Regions from separate parts of the Macaca mulatta genome. Here region 1 is linked to region 2. The links are chromatin contacts, called in public Hi-C maps. All regions are on one chromosome and are shown on one strand. Each heading gives the region's core, a stretch centred on a gene start, on an enhancer-like site or on the middle of the called end of the contact. The rest is flanking DNA. Distances are from core to core; before and after follow the strand shown. Region 1 overlaps MGAT5 (alpha-1,6-mannosylglycoprotein 6-beta-N-acetylglucosaminyltransferase). Region 2 overlaps MGAT5 (alpha-1,6-mannosylglycoprotein 6-beta-N-acetylglucosaminyltransferase).

What was found. A called contact is a pair of places that touch in the nucleus more often than the background predicts.
Region 1: a contact with region 2 is called in a Hi-C map of CD4 T cells, with 2.1 times the contacts expected there. The contact joins two enhancer-like sites. A contact is called at or near these places in 2 of 14 Hi-C or Micro-C datasets (CD4 T cells and fetal cortical plate).

Annotation. Positions count from the first base shown.
Region 1 is chr12:25,865,770-25,869,527 of T2T-MMU8v2.0, forward strand. All of the region lies in intron 2 of MGAT5 (alpha-1,6-mannosylglycoprotein 6-beta-N-acetylglucosaminyltransferase), which reads left to right. Among named protein-coding and RNA genes, the nearest start is that of MGAT5, 140 kb to the left of the region's middle. Within about 2 kb of position 1,577, at least 4 of the 40 cell types and tissues checked have an H3K27ac peak or open chromatin away from gene starts, as enhancers often do. A contact at or near this core is called in CD4 T cells, where this site is marked.
Region 2 is chr12:25,741,597-25,745,903 of T2T-MMU8v2.0, forward strand. All of the region lies in intron 1 of MGAT5 (alpha-1,6-mannosylglycoprotein 6-beta-N-acetylglucosaminyltransferase), which reads left to right. Among named protein-coding and RNA genes, the nearest start is that of MGAT5, 16 kb to the left of the region's middle. Within about 2 kb of position 2,390, at least 11 of the 40 cell types and tissues checked have an H3K27ac peak or open chromatin away from gene starts, as enhancers often do. A contact at or near this core is called in CD4 T cells, where this site is marked.

The DNA.
Region 1 (3,758 bases), core at 327-2,826, 120 kb after region 2:
TTGCCATGTTCAAACGATAAGGCTCAGAATGTCCCTTGTCTTACCTGGCGGCCATAGCTCTCTATGACCCTCTGCTTCTTCCCAACTGTGTCCTGGTGCTCTTTTGCTGTCAGAAGTGCTTGGGCAGACCTCATGCTGCTGCGGACACCCTAAAAAGCTCCACACCCTCTCAAGTCTACTAAGGCATGGTGGCTGTCTTCTAGGACAAGACTGTTGCATGGTGGCCGAGCATTCACCTGTCTCTGCGCCTCTGCATTTGCTCTCCCCCACGCCTTCCTATCTTCCTTCTTTGTTTGTAAATAAAGTTTGTTAGAACACAGCCATGCCCATTCCTTCTGTTTCAGAGAAGTTAGCCTTCCCTCCTTCACAGGAGGGCCCAAGCCCACTGTTACTCTCATTCTTTATAACACTCAAGCTACTTAGCATCAAGTATTTGTTGTATGAGCTGATCGTGTGTCTCTCCCGCTTACAATGTAAGTTCTGAAAGAGCAGGGACTTTGGTCTGTTTTGTTCCCTGCTGTGCCCCGGAACTTAGTACCTTCTGCCTGGCGCATAGTAGGAGCCATGAATGAATAGCAGCAGCCCTTGGCGAAACTCTGTGATGTTCTGTGTGGTACAGTTACAGCTGGGACTCATTTGAAAATCACAATAATGTTTTTAGTGAAGCAGGAAATGAGAAGAAATTCCCTATGGGCTCTGCATCTAAGAGGCTCCAAGTAGCTATTATGCATGATCCTGACATGGAAACTATTGTTTATTCTGGAAGGTAGTTAGTGTTTCTGTTGGAGGGATGGAACACGTTGTGTTCCTTACTGATGTGTGACTTTGAACAAGTCACCGATCATCTTAAAGCTTACTTCCTCTTTTGTAAAACAGACAGTATAATATCACTTAATCTCATAGGCTTGTTGTGAGGATTACAAATGACAAAGTTTATTTAGGCACTTAGATTGACTTAGATTATTCTTGTACTTTTTTTTTTTTTGGTGTTTTTGTTTTATTTTTGTTTTGTCTTGTTTTGGAGATAGTCTTGCTGTGTCACAAAGGCTGAAGTACAGTAGTGTGATCATGGCTCTAGCAACCTCCGCCTCCCAGACTCAAGCCTTATGCCCACCTCAGCCTCCAGAGTGTAGGCACGTGCCACCACGCTAGGCTACTTTAAAACAAAAAAGTTATTTTATCTAAAGATGGAATCTCACTGTCTTGCCCAGGCTGGTCTCAAACTCCTGGCCTCAAGTGATTCTCCCACCTCAGCCTCCCAAAGTGCTGGGATTACAGGTGTGAGCCACTGTGCCCAACTAGTACTTAATCAAAGTGCATTCTTTCCTATTAGTTATCACTAACTCTGACTTGAATATGTATCTGCATCTGTTACCACCCAGCCATAACTGTTCATGTAGATCTGACATTGATCATTCGTTTGAACACACGGCTTCAGCAACCTGTTTATGCAGCTGTTCTTAGCCTTTACAGGGGTAGAGCCTGACCAGATGTGAGAGGAAATATGCTCTGTTTCAGAAGAGGTGAGGCTTGCCACCACCCTCCTAAACTAGGAGATGTGGTTGTCATTGCCCTCTTCAAAAGATACAGTTTTCCTCTGTGGGCTGTAAGATAAGCTGGGTGTGGCCAAGTTCACCTTTGTATCTAACCAGGGCATTGGTGGTGGTGGTGTTTCTGGCATGGTACAGTGAGCAGGAAGGAGTAGTGTACAAGGCTACCCTTTCCAAGAAGGTGCGGGCCCTGGTGTCAGGTGAGGACAATGGATGACAATAGGCTTGACCTCTCAGCACTTCTGATTCCTTACCTTTTCTATAAAAAAGGCTACAAGTCTTTGTTTCTATTCCATGCAGCGGGCTACATGTTAGGAAAATTCAGAGAATAGCCTAAGAACTCTATTCTGGATGTTAACAGATTCCATAAAGCACTTAATATCATCAACAGGCCTAGATAGGATCCTTTACCAGATTCCAATGCATGGAAATTTCCTCGATGGTAATGACACCCTCTGCATCACCTTAGGAAAAACATTTGCTTCTGGGCAGAAGTTCTGGTGAAATCTTAAATCTGTAGTTCTAACTCAGAAGAGAAGGCTAGTCAGTGTTGCCGAGCATCTGGGCTGCTCTTTGACTGTGTGATAATTGTTGTATGCCCTTTTGTGTCCAGAATCTGCTGCCTGGGACCACTGCAGGGTGGAAGCCACCTTTGTCAGTTCAGGAGCAGGCAAATTATCCAACATGTGGCTTTAAAATTCAAATGAGATAAGGCAGTAAGGGTCACTAAGATGTTTCTGGTGGGTAATGCCTTACGTGACTTTAGGGTACTGTGGCACTATCTTTGATTTCTTTTTTTGTTCTTTTTTTTTTTTTTGAGACGGAGTCTCGCTCTGTCGCCCAGGCTGGAGTGCAGTGGCCGGATCTTAGCTCACTGCGAGCTCCGCCTCCCGGGTTCACGCCATTCTCCTGCCTCAGCCTCCCGAGTAGCTGGGACTAAGGTGCCCGCCACCACACTCGGCTAGTTTTTTGTATTTTTTAGTAGAGACGGGGTTTCACCATGGTAGCCAGGATGGTCTCGATCTCCTGACCTCGTGATCCGCCCGTCTGGGCCTCCCAAAGTGCTGGGATTACAGGCTTGAGCCACTGCACCCGGCTATCTTCGATTCTTAAGAGTACAATTCATGTACTATGTATATATATTTAAAATAACACTTAATGCCTTTGTGACTTTGAAAATAATGTGAATTTTTATGTAAAATTAGAGCATATGAGGCAGTATGGAGATGAATAAAGAATAAATATTACCTCTAAGTGCAGATCTTACCCAGTAAGATTGATTTCTCTTTTTTCTTTTAAAAAAAAGTGATACATACGTGTGTGTATATATGTCTATATGTACATGAATATATGCCTTTTTTTAAATTAAGATACTGCATTTCCTTATGCCATTAGGTATTTTTGATGACTGTACACTTTTCCTTTTTTATCCATCCACTTAACAAATATTTATTGAACTCCTGATATTAATAGCTAGTGGCCATAAACAGAGATGACAAGCAGACTTGGTCTCTGCCCTCCCTAAGTTTACAGTCTAGTGATTTATTCTATCTTATGAATGGCTGACATAATGTAATTTAATCTTTTTGTTGTGTGTTTGGGTAATTTCCAGTTCTTATCTGTAATAACACTATTTTATAAATAACACTGCTTTGAATGTCCTTGTACATAATAAATGGACTCTATTTGGGTCATTACTGTAACTCTATTATCTTTCTGTGGAAAGGTCACTCTAAAATTAATTTAAAAATATATAATTGATGAAACTTGACATTCCTGACAGTCAATGGAAATAAGAGGTTGAGGTTAATTCTTTTTTCATTAGCACCTTCCTTTCTCATTAACGCCCCGTCTTTGCCGGTTTCTCCAGAGCAGCAAGTGAAGCTGCTCTGTGGCTCTGTTGTTCATGCTCTGCCTCTCGGGCAGCCATGGTGAAAAGGGATTTGATTTAGGAGCAGGCACAGATGTAAATTATTTTTGGCAGTTCAGATATAAGACCTTGCTCATTGCATAGTTGGTTTTGTGCCATAGTATCATGGCAGCTGCACCTTCACAGTAGATCTCAACCTTGGCTGTGCCCCAATCCTTGATGGACTCTGCAGATCTGGATTTAGTGCATTGAAGTTGCAACCTGGTAACTCTGCACAAAGTGAGTCTGATGCACAGCAGGGCTAAGAACCACTGCTTTAGAAGCATGTTCCAGGAAAA
Region 2 (4,307 bases), core at 1,140-3,639:
TTGCCCAGCTAATTGCATATTGAAATCCGTTAGGTTTGTCATAAATTACTTTCCTTTATTGTCTTTTCTGTCAACCTTAGGACATGCAATGTATATGTTTGAAACTGTGTTTAGGTAGGTTATCTGAGCATTTGGTTCAGACAGTAAAGAGAGTGTTATAAGCTCACTATGAGCCCCAGGGGCTTTGGGGCTGATAGGGTTTAGAACACTGCACTAGGGGAAATGAATTGTAAAGTAATATTTTTTCTCTAGCCCAATGATTCAGCTGAATTAATACTTTTAATGCGAAGCATTTTTTAAAAAAAGCAAACTGGCCTGGCACGGTGGCTTATGCCTGTAATCCCAGCACTTTGGGAGGCCGAGGCAGGCGGATCACAAGGTCAAGAGATCGAGACCATCCTGGCCAACATGGTGAAACCTCGTCTCTACTAAAAATACAAAAATTAGCTGGGCGTGGTGGCGGACGCCTGTAGTCCCAGCTACTTGGGAGGCAGAGGCAGGAGAATTGCTTAAACCCGGGAGGCAGAGGTTGCAGTGAGCTGAGATCACACCACTGCACTCCAGCCTGGCAACAGAGTGAGACTCCATCTCAAAAAAAAAAGAAACCTTGGCCCATGCATGGGGTATAGCAGAAATAGAGATATTGGCCCCATAGTGCTCCTCCCCGAGCCACACCCATGGGTGGTGGACTGTCCTTGTACAACCTCCACCCTCCCATATATACAGTTAGTTTTTGGCTCTTGCTGGGCCATGGCTCCCATGTAGGTCTCTGCATTATTCTGGAAAAACTGCAGGAGTAGAAGGCAAAATTAGGTTGTCACATGAGTTTCATAACTACACAAGGTTTCGGGGAGACCTGTGAGCTTGCAGGGGAAAATATTACACTTTCATTTTCACTAACTTCTAGCCAAAATTTAGCAATTCTTTCAATTTGGAAGGTTGCACATAAGGCACAGTAGTATTAGTGCTGTTTGTGACTTTGTCACCAATAGAAATCTAATATTTTCATGTCACATTAGAGATGATTAACACGTATGTTGAAATATCAATATTCATCACCACTTTGAAATTATGGTGGCAGTTGCACTTGTTGCTAGATAGTGTTAATGTGTTAAGATATAAGCTGCAGGTATTGCCATATCACAATTAAAAAAAAAAAAAATGTGGGGCCGGGCGCGGTGGCTCACACCTGTAATCCCAGCACTTTGGGGGCCTGAGGCGGGTGGATCACAAGGTCAGGAGTTTGAGACCAGCCCGGCCAATATGGCAAAACCCCATCTCTACTAAAAATACAAAAAAATTAGCCGGGCATGGTGGTGGGCGCCTGTAGTCCCAGCTACTCGGGAGGCTGAGGCAGGAGAATGGTGTGAACTTGGGAAGCGGAGCTTGCAGTGAGCCGAGATTGTGCCACTGCACTCCAGCTTGGGTGACAGAGCGAGACTCCATCTCAAAAAAAAAAAAAAATTGGGGGGCCGGACGCAGTGGCTCATGCCTGTAATCCCAGCACTTTGGGAGGCCAAGGCGGGTGGATCACTTGAGGTCAGGAGTTTGAGACCAGCATGACCAACATGGCAAAATCCTCTCTCTACTAAAAATAAAAAATTAGCCGAGCATGGTGGCGGAGTGTCTGTAATACCAGCTACCAGGGTGGCTGAGGCAGGAGAATCGCTTGAACCCCGGAGGCAAAGGTTGCAGTGAGCTGAGTTCACGCCACAGCACTCCAGCCTGGGCAACAGGGTGAGACTCTGTCTCAAAATACATGAATAAATAAAATAATAAATGAATATAAAAAATATTTTGGTAACTATATTTCAATATAATTGATTTCCTCTGCAGTCCTGTGTATTTTATTTTATGCATTAAAAAAATCTTTCTGAGAAGAAGTCCATAGGCTGCCCCTAGTTCGCCAAGGGATACAATAGAATTGTGGTGTGTTCTAGACCCTGCACACCCACTGTTCCCCTTCCCTCCTCTTCATTAAGAGTTGACCTCCTCCTGACTTGGGCTTCCTCCAAGGCTGTCAATTATGTGTGTAGCGTGGGTGTAGGCTTATCTCCAACTTTTTTTCTTAGACCTGGTCAAATAATTGAGCTCTGTTATTGGCTCACTCTTTTATCATATGCAAGGAGGCAAGTTTATCAGAACGTTCCTCCAGCAAAGCCGTATCTGTCACTACAAGGTACATGATTCATTTAAAGCCAAATGTCCTAATTATCTGAATCCTAAACAGAAGTCTGACTTGAGCTTCAGTTTCAGTTTTTCAAGTGGAGAAAACCCACAGACATTCTGCAGGAAAATGCCCTAAATACACATTAACCACCTGTTTTCCTGTTGGTATGCTTTAAGGTTCTATCATCACCAACAGCACTCTAAGAAATACCCTGCTGCCCAAGAAGTATGTTGTGTACATGGTTGCCAGGGGTGTCTTCCTGTTGGGGTATGGCTTTGGAGAGAGGGACATCCCCTAGAAATTGGGGCTTGGCTTGGAGGCAGTCAGTGCCATAGGAATGCACTTCCTCTGGGCTTCCCGCTTTCCACTCAGTGAGTCCAGCCCAGAGGGTGCTGTGCCGCTGCTATAACTGGATTTCTGAGAGTGGAGTCAGCATTTTTTTGTTTCTGGAAACTTCTCTTGATAGGAAATGACTGTCCACAGAAGAGCTTACTGTACTGCGCCTCGCCGGTCTCCAGACTTGAAGTCATTGCTGTGCTGCCATGGGCATCTCTTTCCTCTCGTAGCTATATTTAGAGCATGAAAATGCTGAACATTTCCTTTCTGTTTCTTTAGAAGTCAGAGCGGGGAGGGATTTCTTGTATTCAACACAAATCCCTCCGACAACCATATTAAAAGACAGTGGGAGTAATACTTTTTCGTTCTTTGGCTGGGCGACAGAGCGAGACTCCGTCTCAAAAAAAAAAAAAAAAAAAAAAAAAAAAAAAAAAAAATATTAACGCTGAAGCTTGGACTAGAATAGTCTATTTTTTTTTTCTGCTTCATTTTTCTATGGATTTTGTTATTGATCAGTTTTATCATTGAGGCAGTTCCATTACATTGTATTCTTACTGTTTAAAGAGAATGTATCTGTATTTAACAAGTTTATCAATGAAGGGATAGCATCTCATCTTTCTTTTTCTTTTTCTTTTTGCAAATGGAAATAGCAAAGTTTTGTTGCTTTCTGAGTCACTGATTGATATTACAGATTTGTGTTCAAGATTGTTGGCACAATTAGGCCTATTATTATTATTATTATTTTGAGACAGAATCTTGCTCTGTTGCCCAGGCTAGAGGGCAGTGGCACTGGTCACTGGTTTCAAACTCCCGGGATCAAGTGATCCTCCCACCTCAGCCCCCCAAAGTCCTGGGATTATAGACGTGAGTCTGGCCTAGGCCTAATTTTTAAAGTGAGATACCTAAGATAATTTTATTAAGAAGCTGTTCTTCTATCATTGCCTTTTTTTTTTTGTTTTTGGCTTGAGAAAGCAAGAAATTCACCAAATTTACTCACTAAGAGGTAGTGATTCAGTCTGTAGGATCTCTGGCCACTCCCCTCCCCCACTCCAAACCACATTCACTTGAACTGTTTCGTAGATCTTAATCCTGCTTTGTGGAGAGCATAAATAAAGTCCAGAAGGTCTAAAGTGTAAGAGTCAAAATACCCATGTGTGGTCCATCTTCTGGTCAGATGGATGACAGAATTAATTGTGCAGCTGCTGGACACGGATAGATCCCATTACCATTTTATAGACCATATCACAGTAGAAAGTGGAAAATATAGGTCCTGTCTTCAACTTGACAACCAAAAGGCGAGGACCTCACACGTACGGAAGAATGCTTTCTCTCTGAGAACAGTCCTTTTGAGCATGGTTGCTGGTGTACGGGGAATACTGGGTCCTCCTGTGACCGCATCTCATGCACACTGTCTAATGTCATGTTTGGGATAACCATGTATATTAGCTTCCCTTATTTTCACTGGACAAACGTGAAACTCACGTGGGAAAGTGAAGTATGTTGTCTGGGGTGACTCACATAATAAGCAAGGTGGTCATATAATTTATCATCCGAATCAGGATGCTTTTGAGAGTGAAGAGGGGTGCTATTGATGATTATGCTGGGATAACAGGCATAAAAGGGGATATGTGGTCCCCCTACTAATAAGGTACAGATTGGGGGTTGAATGCAGGTCTCTGATCTTAAATCATTCCTACTTTCCATTACATGCTGTTAGATCAGGCCACTCTGTCTGCAAATGAATTGGTAAGGCACAGATGGAAGAACCTTCTGAAGTTGAGTTTTGCTCCAAGAATAGAGC